2 separate regions of the Hordeum vulgare genome follow, and region 1 is linked to region 2. A link is a contact called in public Hi-C data. All regions are on one chromosome and are shown on one strand. Each heading gives the region's core, a stretch centred on a gene start, on an enhancer-like site or on the middle of the called end of the contact. The rest is flanking DNA. Distances are from core to core; before and after follow the strand shown.

The links. A called contact is a pair of places that touch in the nucleus more often than the background predicts.
Region 1: a Hi-C map of leaf shows a contact between it and region 2, with 4 times the contacts expected there. The contact joins the promoter of LOC123445040 here to the promoter of LOC123445037 in region 2. A contact is called at or near these places in 3 of 6 Hi-C or Micro-C datasets (leaf and seedling).

The regions. Positions count from the first base shown.
Region 1 is chr3H:558,709,378-558,712,077 of MorexV3_pseudomolecules_assembly, forward strand. LOC123445040 reads right to left here and starts at 1,404. Exons shown (of 13, transcript XM_045121956.1): 1 at 1,325-1,404.
Region 2 is chr3H:558,344,765-558,347,464 of MorexV3_pseudomolecules_assembly, forward strand. It overlaps LOC123445037 (OVARIAN TUMOR DOMAIN-containing deubiquitinating enzyme 4-like), which reads left to right and starts at 1,341. Exons shown (of 6, transcript XM_045121953.1): 1 at 1,341-1,933; 2 at 2,564-2,685. The coding sequence starts at 1,897. LOC123445035 (U-box domain-containing protein 45-like) reads left to right here. Exons shown (of 6, transcript XM_045121951.1): 6 at 1-1,048. The coding sequence ends at 774.

The DNA of each region.
Region 1 (2,700 bases), core at 154-2,653, 360 kb after region 2:
TATCTCTCCTTGTATATCCCTTGTGACCTCATCCATCACCAAGGCAAAAATATAAGGGCTCAAAGCTGACCCCTGATGCAGTCCTATCTTAATGGGGAAGTCATCAGTGTCGCCATCACTTGTTCGAACACTTGCCACAACATTATCGTACATGTCCTTGATGAGGGTAATGTACTTTGCTGGGACTTTGTGTTTCTCCAAGGCCCACCACATAACATTCCGCGGTATTTTGTCATAGGCCTGCTCCAAGTCAATGAACACCATATGCAGGTCCTTCTTTTGCTCCCTATATCTCTCCATAAGTTGTCGTACCAAGAGAATGGCTTCCATGGTCGACCTCCCAGGCATGAAACCAAACTGATTTTTGGTCACGCTTGTCATTCTTCTTAAGCGGTGCTTAATGAATCTCTCGCATAGCTTCATTGTATGGCTCATCAGTTTAATTCCACGGTAATTAGTACAACTCTGAACATCCCCCTTGTTCTTGAAGACTGGTACTAATATACTCCATCTCCATTCTTCTGGCATCTTGTTTGCCCGAAAAATGACAAAGAAACTAACATTGCCAAGAATTAGTAAAAGAGGGCTAAAATTAGCTAGATATCGACTTTCACTCTGTCATGGTGGGTTAGATATTTGACAGACTTGGTTGCATTGATACTACGTTCTATAGAGGAAAGGCCAATGATCGCAGTAGTCAGCACGTTCTAGGATATCCTAGCTGACAGAATAAGTAATGTTTGGGTGTGGCAGATGCGTATGGCCACTGATTGTTTCACTCCTACAGGTCCAAGCAACCAGTTTCTTCACCGCATTTTTAATGGTTTTGCCATAGTTTAGCAGAAAAAATGTTTTAAATTTCAGCTCTGAACCAAACATGTTGAAATGTTAAAGCTGCCAGTAATTGACCCGGCTGAATCCAACAAGATCACAAATTTTAACAATGTCACCTTCTCAATTTGGCTACCTTATTGTGACTATTTCTCATATTGCCGGCCTGAAGCAGTCCAGTTCTAGCTTAGCTAGGTGATTTGGGACAAGCAAATTGGGTAATTCCATTGGCTCTCAACAGTAATTCTATTTCCGGCAAAACAAAAAGCCCTTGCCTTTTATAGAAGCATTGGACCAAAATATTGGCCATGAACATGACATTATTACTGATACCACTCAGTTACAAAAACCGGAGTGAAGTACTGTAGCTCCAAAAATCCATTTTTTTCATGACACTCCTGAAATAGTGGCTCGCACAATTTCCGCATTGATTGATTTGTAAACGAGTTGTAACTAGCTCAAGGACAAGGCCGCATTACTCTGGGCAGCTTACCCGCGAGAGATGCCGGAGGTCGCGGTCGCTGTCGACGTGCGCCCCGATGGCGCCGGCGGCGATCGCGCTCGCCGCCAGGCCCTGCGCGAACCCGGCCGCGGCGGACGCGAGGAGCCTCGCCGCGGAGGCCGCAGACGCCGCGGCTGCTGCGGGGCCGAGCGAGCCCCCGCAGCGGCCTCGGAGCGCGAGGGCGGCGACGGCCGCGCCGGTGCAGGCGGCGGCGGCGTTGAGCAGCGCCGAGCAGGCGGTGGACCACCGCACGGTGGCCAGCACGCCGGCGGGCATGACGAGGCGGGGGCGGAGGCGACGAGGTGGCGAGTGGTGGAGGCACACGAGGCCAGCACTAGGTGGGCAGCACCAGATGCCATTGGCGCTGCCTTTTTCTCTTATGACGAGGCGATTGCTGGAGCCTGGAGGCGGGGGAAGGGGACAGCGGGTGGGGCCCGGCGTCAGCGAGCGTGGGGTTTTGCGTAGGGTGGTGTCTGGTTGGCAGTTGAGCTGACCTCTTTATCTCGCTCTCTGCGCGCTCTCGTGCGGAAAGGTTCCGTGTACGAAATGGCATTATTTTATAGCATTGACACTTCGGTGTGCGACCCTCGCTGCACTGTGGGCCAGATGGCGTTTCTGCTCTCTGGGTCCCGCCTGTCATTGTGATTTAGTGGCGGAGGGCTACATACATCGAGGAAAAATTGGTTGCGGTTTATGGTTGGCAGGCCACGTGGGAAATTAATGGCGCGTTTTTTTCTAACACAATGCAGCGGGCATACATTCAATTTTATGAATATACACATCTGTACATTCTATCTCTATAAATATATTTAAAAGACTAAGTTGACATATCATCATATATGTACATTCTATCTCTATATAAACATTTTTAAAAGATCGAATCATCACCGTAGGTGGCTCGTCGTTGATGGAAGTGTTTCCTTCAACTAAACGCATATTCAAAAATTATAAAATAAATGTAAAAATAATGCAATCATCAGAACATGAACTTTGATGGATTAAGAATACCACCGTGAAAGATTAGAAGGTACTTATAGTACATCATGTACATGGTTCGCTCGGTCGCTCGAGGTGTTGGAGGTAGGTCAGCCAGGTCAATGCGTCGGATCCACCGCAACCACATGACGAACAACTACAGTTTAAGTGCGGAGCGGAAGGCAAATACTCGAGCAACCACATCCCGTAAAAGAGCGTGACCTGTAAAATGGGTTTACAGGTCGCTACAGAGCAATTTTGGAGGGCCATTTCGTGCGTCAAAGATCAGACCCCGTATATGAAACTGTAAAATTTGAAAATGGTTCGCGGAAAGCAACTACTACATCATTCATCAAACTATAACATTGTTCTTCATCAAACTACATCATTTC
Region 2 (2,700 bases), core at 91-2,590:
GCGCTCTACCTTAACCTTTCCTGCCTCACCGATGCAAAGAGCGTGATCGCTTCCACCCAAGCCGTGCCATTCCTAGTGGACCGGCTGTACAACCACGACGCCAGCGACCCGAAAGCCAGCTCCTGCAAGCATGACGCCCTCTACACGCTGTACAACCTCTCCACCCACCAGGCCAGCATCCCGTCGCTCCTGTCGGCCGGCATCGTGGACGCGCTCCACACGCTCTTGACGGACTCCTCGGTGTCGGAAGGCATCGGATGGACGGAGAAGGCCCTGGCGGTGGCCATCAGCCTCGCGGCGACCCCGGCCGGTCGGAAGGAGATCATGTCGACCCCGGGGCTGGTGAGCACGCTGGCGATGCTGCTGGACACGGGGGAGCCGACGGAGCAGGAGCAGGCGGTGTCGTGCCTGCTGGCGATGTGCGCGGGGGACGACAAGTGCATCGCGCCGGTGCTGCAGGAGGGCGTGGTGCCGTCGCTGGTCTCCGTCTCGGCGACCGGCACGGGGCGGGGCCGGGAGAAGGCCCAGAAGCTGCTGAAGCTGTTCCGGGAGCAGCGGCAGCGTGACGGGGGGCAACAAGCCGCGTCGCAGCAACAGCAGGTCCCGCAGCCGCAGCAGCAGGCTGCGCCGGAGGGAGGGAACGGGAACGGGAACGGCGGGGTGATGGTGTGTCACCGGGAGTCGAAGCCGTTGTGCAAGTCCAAGTCGAGGAAGCTGGGGCGGACGCTGAGCTCGCTGTGGAAGAACCGGGGCTTCTCCCTCTACCAGTGCTAGCAGCAGCAGGCAGGGTTTTTGGGGTCTGGCTCGTCAGTAGGATCTGTACATCTCCCCTCTTTTCTTGCTTCTTCTTCCACTTTGGCGCCGTGGCTGCTGCTTCCTTCGTTTGGGTTAAGTAAGTTGAAAGAGACTAGTGCTTCTTCCCCCCCTCCTCGGTGGGGTGATGTAGGGCATTTCCCCCCTCTTGCCGCCTTGTCATCGCATCACATTGTACAATGTATATATAGCCTTGCCTTGTTATCAGATAGATGCTTCTCTCCATTTCAGCCAAGCAACCGTTTGTTCTCCTTTTGGTCGACACGACGATCCTCTGCTTGCTCACTGACACGTGGGCCCCATGATCTGTGAAGGAGATTTAATCCTTTTTTTTTCTTTCTTACGACGATAATCCTGCTGCTTGCTCATCCAGGTGGGTTCGTTTTCTCCTGTCACCGATTATCCGCTGTTGATGGGTGAAAAGATGCGGAGGACTCGCCAAGAAAATGACACTGACACGGCGAGGGCCGACCTGAATGGATGCATGAAAGGAGAAAAATTAGAAAGGACCGGCCACCACGGCTTGCGTCTGACAGCGCCAACGAATGAGTCGGGTTCATTCATCACGTGCCGCCCCGTTACTCGCACGGGATGATTGTGCTTTCTAGCTTCTGCCAGGAGCAGGAGATTTTGCCAACCATCCGTCAAGTTTCACTTGGTGGTCGACCGGTTCTGAAGGAGGGGAGGAGCACCGAGAAGCGCCGCTGGCTCCGGAGGGGATTTAATTAGGAGGTCCCGGTTATTCGTGGCGGGAAACCAAGCAAGCAGCCGCGGAGGGGGGGTGCGTCGGCCGTCGGTGGGCGTCGGCGGGCGGGCTCGATGGGACGCGGCGGCGGCGACGGACGGCACGCCGCCACCCCGGCGGCCGGGACAGGGAGAAAAGGGGCCTGAAAAGCGAACCCGATTCCCTCGACCCCGCCCGCTTTTGTTCCCGTTCCGTTCCGTGTGCAGCGATAACATTCCTCTCGCTCTCCGTTCCTGCTTTTTTTGCTTATTCCTTCCGCCTGCCTCCCCTCCTTTCCCTGGAAGAGGAGGGGGAAGGGGGGCAAGAGGGCCGGCCGACCGCCGCCGCCGTCGTCGCCGATGTCGGACCGGGAGCTCCCGCCGCTGCGATCCATCCGTAAGTACGCCCCTCTGCCTCTCCAGCTTTGATTGATTATTTGGTAGATGAAAAAGGGGGGTCGTTTTGGTGATGATCATCACAGGAGGAGAGCTTTTTTTTTCCCCCTTCTTTTCGCCATGTGGGATTGTTCTGAAGGGGGTTTGTGTTTTGTTGATGATCATGACGTGACGCAATTCTGTGATCAGTAGGATCTTGAGCCTGGTCTACAGGGGAGAAAAGAGCGGGAGAAAGTACATGTAGGTGCTGATTTGAAGCGGTATTAAACTAATCGGCTGGTTAAGATGCCTCTACTTTGCTAGCATCTCTGTATGCCTCTACTACTGCATGGCTAGTTTAGAGCAGCAGCCTTTGCATAACTGGGTATCCATCTATGCATCTCCTTTTATATATTCAACAAGGAAGATCAATACATAGCTGTACTTCATGAAAAAGAAGAAAAAGGGTGACCCTACCTTGGATGTGTGCTAGTAACTGGGTATCTATCAAGCTTACGGGGCTGTCTGTTCCTGTGAAACTCTCCAAATGGTTGATCCTGATGTGGTGTTCAGGCTGATCGAGTAGGCCATCTGCATCTCTGAACATTGGGAACTGAGCTTATACAGTTATGCTGCCCTTCACGTTTTTCAGGAATCACAGGGGACGGGAGATGCTTGTTCCGGTCGGTCGCTTACGGCGCCTGCATAAGGAGAGGCAAGCAGTCGCCGAGCGACAGCGTCCAGAAGGAACTCGCCGACGAGCTCCGAGCAAAGGTGACTGCTCAACCG